Regions from separate parts of the Mus musculus genome. Here region 2 is linked to region 1. A link is a contact called in public Hi-C data. All regions are on one chromosome and are shown on one strand. The core of a region is the stretch at or near the end of the contact, and the rest is flanking DNA. Distances in the headings are between cores, read along the strand shown.

Region 1 (4,426 bases), core at 538-3,037:
TGGCTGGGTGGGGAGGTACTGTGTGACCCAGGAGCAGGCACAGGTGCTACTGAAGCTGTTAAGACAGGAAGTAGCCATGTGCTCACTCAACCTGGAGTTGGTCCAGCAGACCACGCCCGTCACAACAGAAAACTCCATCAGACAGTGGAGATCCAGGGAGATACTCGGAGGAACAGCAGTCCTCTTTGTGATATCCCAAGGTGCTCCCCTGGGGACGCATCCTGCTCCATCCACTCAGAGAACACTGCTTTATCACACCTCCCTAGCTGACAGGTACAGAAGCATGTGACAGCCACCTCACCACCTCAGGATGCTTCCCGATGGCTGTCATCACTAATTAGCTTAAAACAATACCCTGATTTACCTTACAGTCTAGAATAGGTGTGTGTGTGGGGTGGGGGAGGACCTGGAGGCTCTGGGATATTCTCTTTGTTTTTGCAGCTTTACAGACTCTTGCTTATATAACCCAAGGGGCTACCCTGGGCTCACCAAAGTGTCCCAGTTAGCTCCCATCTCAAGACGCTGCTCACATCTGCAAAATCCTTCCTGCCAGCCAGTTGCAGCCACAGGTACTGGGGAGGTTAGGATGTGACATCCACTGGGCATATTTTGTTTTCTACACATGCACTGCAGACCGTGAGAGCATTTGGATGGGTCTTATCCCAGCGTCTACAAGAGGACAAGAGGAATCCTGTCCTGGTAGCCCAGGAAGCACAGGGACAAACTTACATCCCCAACAGATTTCCCTTAAACTCTTCCCAGGGTGCCCAGCTCCTCGTGGACCTAAAATCAAACCTCGTGCGGGTCTCTCACACAAAGCAACTGAAGTGTCCAGCTCTTCCCGAGTGTGCTGTGGGTGGCCTGACCGCTTCAGCTTCTTTAGGATAAAACATCGCCTTGGATTTATGTCGGCCAGGTCTACTACCAGGGCATGAGACCCAAAGAGGGACAAACTCATGACCCAGAGGGTGGGGCACATAAGAACCTGGACTGGGGATGCTGTGATGGGATACTGGGGAAGGCTTCTGGGGGAGGGGCCCAAGATGCACGTGAATGAAGCTGGCCTGGTAAACAGGTAGGAAATGACAGATCCACCAAAGATCAAAGTCCCTCGAGCATGTCTCACTTGGAAGATGACAGGAAAGGCCCAAAGAGCAGGGAGCCAGAACTGAAGGGTGGCCGAAAAGCTCTTGTCCTCTGCCCAGGTACACATGGAGCAGCGGCCACTCCACCTCAGAGGGGACTTGAACCTTTATCTCTCCTGTAGGCAGGAGGCAGAGGCCTGGGGTAACCTCTTTGGACAGAGAGGGGTCCCACTGCTCAGGAGGGCAGAGTATCTCTCCTTTACTTACTATTGCAGGCTGACGCCAAACTGCTGGGTGGGCAGAGGCGGCCGAGGTGGCGGTGTCTTGGTGGGCGGGGGCGGTTGACCTTTGTGCAGGTTTTGCAGTTTCTCGTCATACCTATGGACACAACAGGAGAGTGTCACCTCACAGGGGGACAGCCTTTTAGCCATAGAAGTCATCTCCAAGTGCTATGTGGAGACTAAGCCCCATCCGCATCAATAGGAAACCCACATATTCTACCTCTGTAAGTTTCAGGCATCCCGGGGCAGGGCGCCGCATCCTCAGAGAGAAGTGAAGACCAGGCTCAGGAGCTTCACTGGAGCTGGCCTGCCTGGCACAGGCCTGAAGCCACGGAGTTTCTGCTCATTGACCCTGCGTTCCGGCTTGCCAGACACTCAGTGGGGCATTCAGCAGGAGCTGAATGAAACGCCCGCTAGCTGTCTTCCCGAATCCCCCGCGCCTGCCACTCCTAGAACATTTCATTCCACACACGGCTCACCAGCACACCAGGGAACCCCTTTCATATCCGGCTCAGAAGCAGAACGGCAAACCCGTGCCTGGATGTGTTTTTAATCAGTTTGTACTTGTACTGTATGCAGCCTTCGTGGTTTGCTCTCCCTCATGTATGTACGTGGATACCGGACCCCAGAGCCATGCGGGGCAGGGGCGGGGCGGGGCGGGGGCGGGGGCGGGCCCTCACCGCACTACTTCCGGGGGGATGAGCAGCTGGTCGCACTGAAGGTGTTCTCGGAGCTCACGCAGGTTGCTGCAGTAGGTGACTTTTTTCCCAAACTTGTGACTGAGGAAGGAGAAGCAAGAGAATAAAATGTTGAGGGGGCAGGTCTCTAATCCCAGCACTCAGAAAGCAGGGGCAAGTGGTTCTCTGTAAATTCAAGGCCAGCCAGGTCTACAGAGTTCCAGGACAGCCAGGCTGTTACCCAGACAAACCTCGTCTTGAACCTCCCCCTCCCCAAACAAACAAACAAACAAACAAAAGACAGAGCATGCACTGACACCCAGAATATGCCACAGGCCCTAGAGGCTCGCATGCATAAAATAATTATGCCTCTACTTTGAACTGGTTGTGAATTTACATACTGCACAAAGACAACTTAAGGGGGAAAGGACTTATTTCAGCTCAAAGTTCAAGCAACACTCCCATCATGGCAGTGATGTCAACGTAGGAGGTGCTCGAAGCAGCAGGTCATCTATGTCCAGGCCAGCAGACGATGCACACACGTATACCACTGCTCAGTTCCTTTCTCTCTTTATACAACCCAGGATCTGCTGCCAGGGGAATGGTCCCACCCACATGGTACAGGTCTTCCCGCTTCAATTAATAGGATAACTGCTCACAGACATGCCCAGAGACCCCTCTCCCATGTGATTCTCCATACTGCCAGGTTGACTTTGATACTGACCATAACTATGTGCCAGCTCAGAGGACCAGTGAGCCGAGCCTGCATGTCTGAAGTCACTATGGTCCGAGATGAGTAATTGTTTTGTGTTGGGCCATCTCCTCTCCCTGACAGACCAAAGGGCAGGGACCTTGGGAGACTCTCCAGGGATGCTTCAGGCCATGGGGAGACATGGCCTCTGCCAGCCTTTCTATTCTCTCCCAGGGGTCCAGGATAAGGCTGGTGATCTGCCAAGGCCTGGGTCCCACTGATACAGACTGTGAACTTGAACCATTGTAAGTAGACATTGCAATGATGAGAAAAGGCAAGTTCTGTGCTCAGCAGTGCCAGATTCTGCTGCAGTTAAAACAACCCATGTGTGCTCCACATTGTAGATAATATGAAATTAAGATTATCTAACTTACCGCTGCTCAAACAAAACAAGACCACAGGGGATCTGATAGATGGGACACCCCTGTGAGTGGAGTAGAATTCCGGGTCCAACCTAAAACAGTTCCCACACCCCAAGGGAGGTCAAGGCCTGTGCACTGGCTCCCTCTTGTGGACAAGAGTGGATCAGACCTGGGGGCCAGATTCCAGCCATGAGCAAGGGAGCCAGGGAGCCTTATCTGGGGAAAGAATGCAGGCCCTAGGCCCTGAGGAAAGGGTTGGGACAGGTCTTATGGGGCATCCTCACCTATCTGTTCAGATAACAGACAACTCGGGGACAGTTTTGCCTCTGCTCTGGGGACATTAAGGTTTCCTCTGGGGTATGAAGTGCTATTAATGGTTTTTTTTGTGTGTATGGACAGGAAGAGCCCACTGAGCCTACTAAGGACCTAGCTGTCCTGTGGAACTTTCTAGACAGTAACATCTGCTTCAGCACTCTGGGGACCTCCCATGTCACACCTGCCCACTCAGGAGCCACACACCACCTTTCTCTCTGTAGCTGTCTGACGATTGCTTTTAAGCCAGGCACCCGCTGGACCCTAGGATTAGCGAGGGTAAGTAGACATGACCCATCTGGCCTTTTACACTGGCGGAAGGGCCTTGAGCAGCTCAGTCAGGAATGCCAGCACAGGCATAGGGCAAGACTTGTGCCACACCCACAGCTGCTGGAAGAGTCGGGACAGTGCTCAGGATCCAAGTTCAAGTGTGTGTGAGTACACACTTCATCCTGTGTTCAGGTTTCATTCTGTCCTTAGATCCCAGTCCAGAGTCCTTCACAAGCTGTGTGACCTATGGAAGCTGTATGACCTCTCTGAGCACTGACCTCCCCTGTTTAGAGGTAGAGAAGGCATGGCTGAAAGACATAAGATGGTTTGGTGTATAACATAAGGTGACTTGATAATTCAACCCCCAAAGGAGAGTTAAAAATATTCTAGAACAAACCAGGCATGGTGGTGCATGCTACGTTCCATAGAACATGAGGGCTGTGGGGAAGGCACGTTGAACTATAGGCCAGGTGAAGTGTGGGATGGGACTTGAGGTGAGGTGAGGCAAGGTCGCAGCACTTTCCAGGAGCCACTGATGGAGTGTGTGCATGTGTGTGTGTGTGTGTGTGTGTGTGTGTGCTTCTGTGAATGCAAATGAACATACACACTGAATAGGAATGTGTAGCGTAAGCACACACATCAATGCAGGCAGACATTCAAGAACATGTACTGGTGGGGTCCTGGGGTC
Region 2 (4,587 bases), core at 1,922-4,421, 190 kb before region 1:
GCTTCACAGAAGTCACCGACCTTGGCATGGTAGCTACTGCCTTCTGTGTCTGGACCTGAAGAGTGGAGCTGGGGTCTGGAGACCTCGTGTAAATATCTTGAGCTTGAACCAAAAGTAGCCTCTTGGGGCATCTGCATTGGCCCTTCCAGGGAGGAAGTCAGAATGCTGCCCTGTCCTTCTAGGTGAGGAGTGGTGAGTAGATACTGACACGCACCTCCAAACCTTTCTCTGAGCCCCTGGGACCAGCAGCCAGGGTTAGAATATCACACAAGCTAAGTGATTTGATAGCCTGTGGCTGGGGTGGAGATCTGAGTTCTGTAACAGGGAGAGCCCCACAAGTGGAGGAAGCCATGGAGTTCGGTGTTTATCTACTTCCAAGGTGACTTCAGGCCATGAGTTGCCAATCGGGCTCTCTGTTGTTTTTGAGACAGGGTCTCTATAGCCCATGCTGGCTTCAAACTTACTGTACACAGAGGGTGATCTTGAACTCATGACCCTCCTTTCACTTCCATGTGTTGGTGTTAACAGGGTTCCACCACCATGCCGGTTTTATGCTGTGCTAGGGGTAAAACCCAGGGCTTTGTGCCACTGGGCAAGCACTCTCATCATCTGGGCTGCTCCCCTCAGCTTTCTTACCTTCTGTTGACCTCAGCCCCTCCCTTTGTAGATCAGGACACTTGATGCAAATAGCAGTGTTCTTTCTTTCAAAATTGTTACATGAGAATTTACACTTACAAAAATGTTTTGTTTTGCTACTTCAAAACTTCTGATTTCTACAAAAAAACATTTCAATGAAGACATGAGGTAGCACACATAGAATGTGTTAGTGTGCGAATTATGAGTGGCTTTCCCTTGAACACCCATACCCAACAGAAGGCCAGCCTCTCAAGGCAGGCTTAGTGGTGGCTGTTGACTTTGTGATTCCATCTTTCTTTGAGACATTGCATTATATTTTAGAGACATTTCAAGTGAATTTTCTTTTAAATGCCCCCATCTTTAATACATGTTTCACATTAATACAAACAAATAGCAAATCAAGGGAATGACCTTGACTTTGATAACATTATGAAATGGTATCCTCTGGGGCTGACAGACGCCATACCACATACTGGTTGGTCTGTGAAGACCCTGTGAGAGGGATAGTGACCACCCTAGCCAGAGTGTGGGCATTTCCAAAGCTGACCACATGATATATTTTGGGCTCGGTTCTGTGCTCCCATGAAAATACACCCTGGCAGTATTTGGACTGCAAACTCTCAAAGCTTTTCTAAGAGAACCCCCTAAAAACCATCACAGTAGCAGGAAGATGGCTGGAATAGAAGTTGGGACCCAAAATGGGAGTTCAGAAAAGATCCTGGCAGGCATCTGACTTTCCTTGTTGCGGAGCTCCTCTGCAGTGGGGGTGAGAGGTGGGGGAAGGGGGGAGCATGGAGGGTGAGATCATCTGGCTGGCTCTTTCTAGGGCCTGTAATCATCACGGGTCAGAAATATAGCCACCTTCCATGCAAATGGGTTTCTAAAACATGCCAAATGACTTATGTCACAAAGAATAGGTCCTAATATACTGTATACCCCGGGGTTAGACCTGCAGTGGAGACAGAGAAAGGGAGACTGAGGGGACATATAGTAAGGAGCCAGTCACTACCCTAGGAACACCAGACCAGGAGGGTTTTTCTGAACTGCTACAACTACAAGGAGGTGGGAAGGAGGCAGCGGCTTGGCAGGAAACCCATGCCCCCTTGCTATCCACATCACTGGGTAGCCCTTTCAAGTGGCCTGAAGCCTCTGCTCTGGAAGCTGGCTGCCCTGCTGGCCTTCCGTCTCCCAGCTGCCTTGGGAGGGCAGTTCTGCTCTCAGGTCTTTTATCCTGACTCATACATACCTGTAAGGAGCCGCTGTCAGCCTGGAAGAGAATGTTCCCCGGAAAGGAAAACCTTCCAGAACGTATGTAGAAGAGAGGAGTGTAAAATAATGCAGTCTCTGTAGCTCACTGTATATGCCCATGTCAACTGGAGACATCAGACTTTGTGCTTGTTAAAGGGAAGGAAGCTGGGAAATGTGAGGAAGGAGAAGCTTGCTTTGGGGATGGGCGATGAATGTTCCTGTTCTTAAGTGTCACTCACTTGCCTCCTACAGCCTCATGGAAGCCAGTGGGCCATCAAAACTTTTCTCTCTTCTATGTGGATGGCTCTTTCATTTTGGACTCTGACTTTAATAAAGCAATTAGGTTGCTCAGTTTGAAATAACCATTGTTTCTGGTGAACTTTGATTATATTTTGAATAAACAATTTTACTCAAAAGACTTAAGCCAATTCTAGAAACCAATGAAGTCCAGTGATTCAGTGGGGGTGATGGAAAGGGCCATGTGGCCCTGGTCCCCCAGCAAGCCATGTCACCCCCGTTTGCCAGGGCTTGGGATCTTCAAAGAGAAGGTAAACCCAATACATCCCTTCAGGTCCAGTGACTGCGAGGTTCCTCACGGTCATGAGAGGTTGTCATAGTTCCTGGGAATGCTGGTGGTCACTGCCATCTCCTCCTAGGATGTGCTAACGGGCATGGAGTCATGGCTCTATCTGGGAGTTACAGGGAGGGAGTCTGCCAGCCAGTGCTGGCTGATCACAGCTGTGCAGCGCGTCATCCGTTCACATACAATGACTAGTAGTAGTGTGATTATACAAAAACCACTGTATCAAAGACTGGCCTTGACCTGAGTGGGCTTAGGGCGGGGTCCCCAAAAGCTGTCAGCTCTAATTTCTATGAACCTCTGGCACTGGAAGCTCCAGGGTTACACTGGGGGTCCACACCAGATCAGTCTGTCTCCCTAATGGCTCAGGGACAATCTTGCTCTTCAGCAAGCACCTATAACTTATGAATCTCACAGTTCGGAACCCCGGGGACAGCCTTTTAGCTTTTTTCCCCTAACCAGGAAAACACCTTATAACTCAGATAATGCAGTGTCTCTTAGGAAACTTTAGAATCTGAACACAACTCCAGTAAGTACATCACGGAATGAACAAGAATCTAGTATGAATAACTTACTTCTGAAGAAGAAAGCTAACCTCTCCCAGCTGGAATTTGTCTGAGGCTGGAGGACTGCCTGCCTAGAACAGGGCTCTGGCTCTGCAGCCGACTGTAATCCAGTGCAGGCAGGCCCGGGCCAAGCTTCAAGCTGCTCACCCTACATCCCAGTCAGCTGGTCAGCCCCCACTTCAGATCCGTCTGTGCACACTACTGTGTGCTGCTTTCCCCACTGATCTGCCAAGAATATCACAGAACAGAACAGTACCCAACGCTGGTTTTTCAACTTTCCATTTATTCACATTTCATGGATTGTTACACTTCCTTAAAGGCTCATTCAAAAGCTAACACACACTGAGATTACACTGCCTGACAATTCAAGTATTTTAGCTGGAGAAAACAAGTTCCCGTTCCGAGTAGAAGGCGGATCACTCCATGTGCTGGCTACGAAGTCTGACGTCACTTTTACAAATCTGTGTTAAGGGACAGTCCTCAGGCTTGTGATTGCTTCTGGAGAGCACTTGGTGGCTGTGTACAGAGCATGTGGCTAGAAAGACGCCCTGAAGAACTCCCAACCTCACCTACAAGTGACAGAGCAGGCCATCTCCTTAAAATCCCACTCCAGTGGTCTAAGTGGGTACTCTGCAGCCTCAAGGGGCTGTTTCTCATCTTCAGAGATAGTAACATAATGAAGAAACTGGCAAGAACAGACTTCGTAATGTTCAAAAGGTAGGGAAACGGCTTTCCCTGACAGCAAGGTGAATTCCCCTCTATGCCATAGGAGGTATTTTTTTTGTTGTTGTTGTTGGTTTGTTTTGGTTTTTGGCACACAGCATGTAAAAAAACAGGATTCAGAACTGAAATGGTAAAACAGAGCATCAGCCCACCAACAGTCGGACCTGTCACTGACACAGACACAGCCTGTACAGTGTGGCTCTCTGAGGAGGACATGGCAGGGCTGGGAATGTGTCATAGTGTGAGCTATAGTGTGGGAAGGCCCAGGCTTAGCATCTGCCAGATGCACCCTGACCACAGAGAACACACACTTCCTTCAGGCAAATGTAAGACACAACGTGAGATTTTCAAACTGGAGATACACACCTCAGTTCACATTAAACAGACAAGATGCAAGTTTCTAACACGTTAAACCATAAATGAAGTTTAAGCCATGGGTTGGAACCAGCTACACACACAGTGGAAGAAGAACAGAGTGCCCTCCGGGGGCCTCCCTGTGACACTCAGACTTCATAGTGATTCCCATACTCAGGTCAGATGCAATGAGCTAGCTCCTAAAGCATAAAGACAAGACACCGAGTTACAGTCACACCCCACACATCTCCCCTGTAATTCTTGTTTCCAAAAGTGATAGTCTTTAGCAGCAAATTGCTGGAATGTTAGAAAAAAAAGCAAGCCACCCTCACTAATTTACAACTGAAATTGGCCGGGGAGCTCTAGAAGGCAGTCCAGTCATGATCTTTTTTGCTTTTATTCTTTTGGTAAATATTCAAGGCATGGGCAGATGCTCACAGAGCACTGCCACCATGAAGAGACAAGTTCCTGAAAGTGCCT

What was found. Hi-C and Micro-C count contacts between places; a contact is called where the count stands out from the background.
Region 2: a Hi-C map of cortical neurons shows a contact between it and region 1, with 2.6 times the contacts expected there. The contact joins two enhancer-like sites. A contact is called at or near these places in 1 of 39 promoter capture datasets (embryonic stem cells), 2 of 15 datasets of contacts at CTCF or cohesin (embryonic stem cells and pro-B cells), 10 of 484 Hi-C or Micro-C datasets (the C2C12 cell line, the CH12 cell line, cerebral cortex and 5 more), 5 of 115 datasets of contacts at active chromatin or transcription factors (embryonic basal ganglia, embryonic forebrain, embryonic stem cells and 2 more) and 2 of 9 other capture datasets (embryonic stem cells and pancreatic islet).

What each region holds. Positions count from the first base shown.
Region 1 is chr15:84,754,057-84,758,482 of GRCm38.p6, reverse strand. Arhgap8 (Rho GTPase activating protein 8) reads right to left here. Exons shown (of 12, transcript NM_001164628.1): 6 at 2,047-2,145; 7 at 1,353-1,463. Among named protein-coding and RNA genes, the nearest start is that of Gm52202, 35 kb to the left of the region's middle. Within about 2 kb of position 1,787, at least 37 of the 459 cell types and tissues checked have an H3K27ac peak or open chromatin away from gene starts, as enhancers often do. A contact at or near this core is called in cerebral cortex and cortical neurons, where this site is marked.
Region 2 is chr15:84,941,670-84,946,256 of GRCm38.p6, reverse strand. Nup50 (nucleoporin 50) reads right to left here. Exons shown (of 8, transcript NM_016714.2): 8 at 3,294-4,587. 5031439G07Rik (RIKEN cDNA 5031439G07 gene) reads left to right here. Exons shown (of 10, transcript NM_001033273.3): 10 at 1-2,321. Among named protein-coding and RNA genes, the nearest start is that of Mir1249, 7.7 kb to the left of the region's middle. Within about 2 kb of position 3,171, at least 43 of the 459 cell types and tissues checked have an H3K27ac peak or open chromatin away from gene starts, as enhancers often do. A contact at or near this core is called in cerebral cortex and cortical neurons, where this site is marked.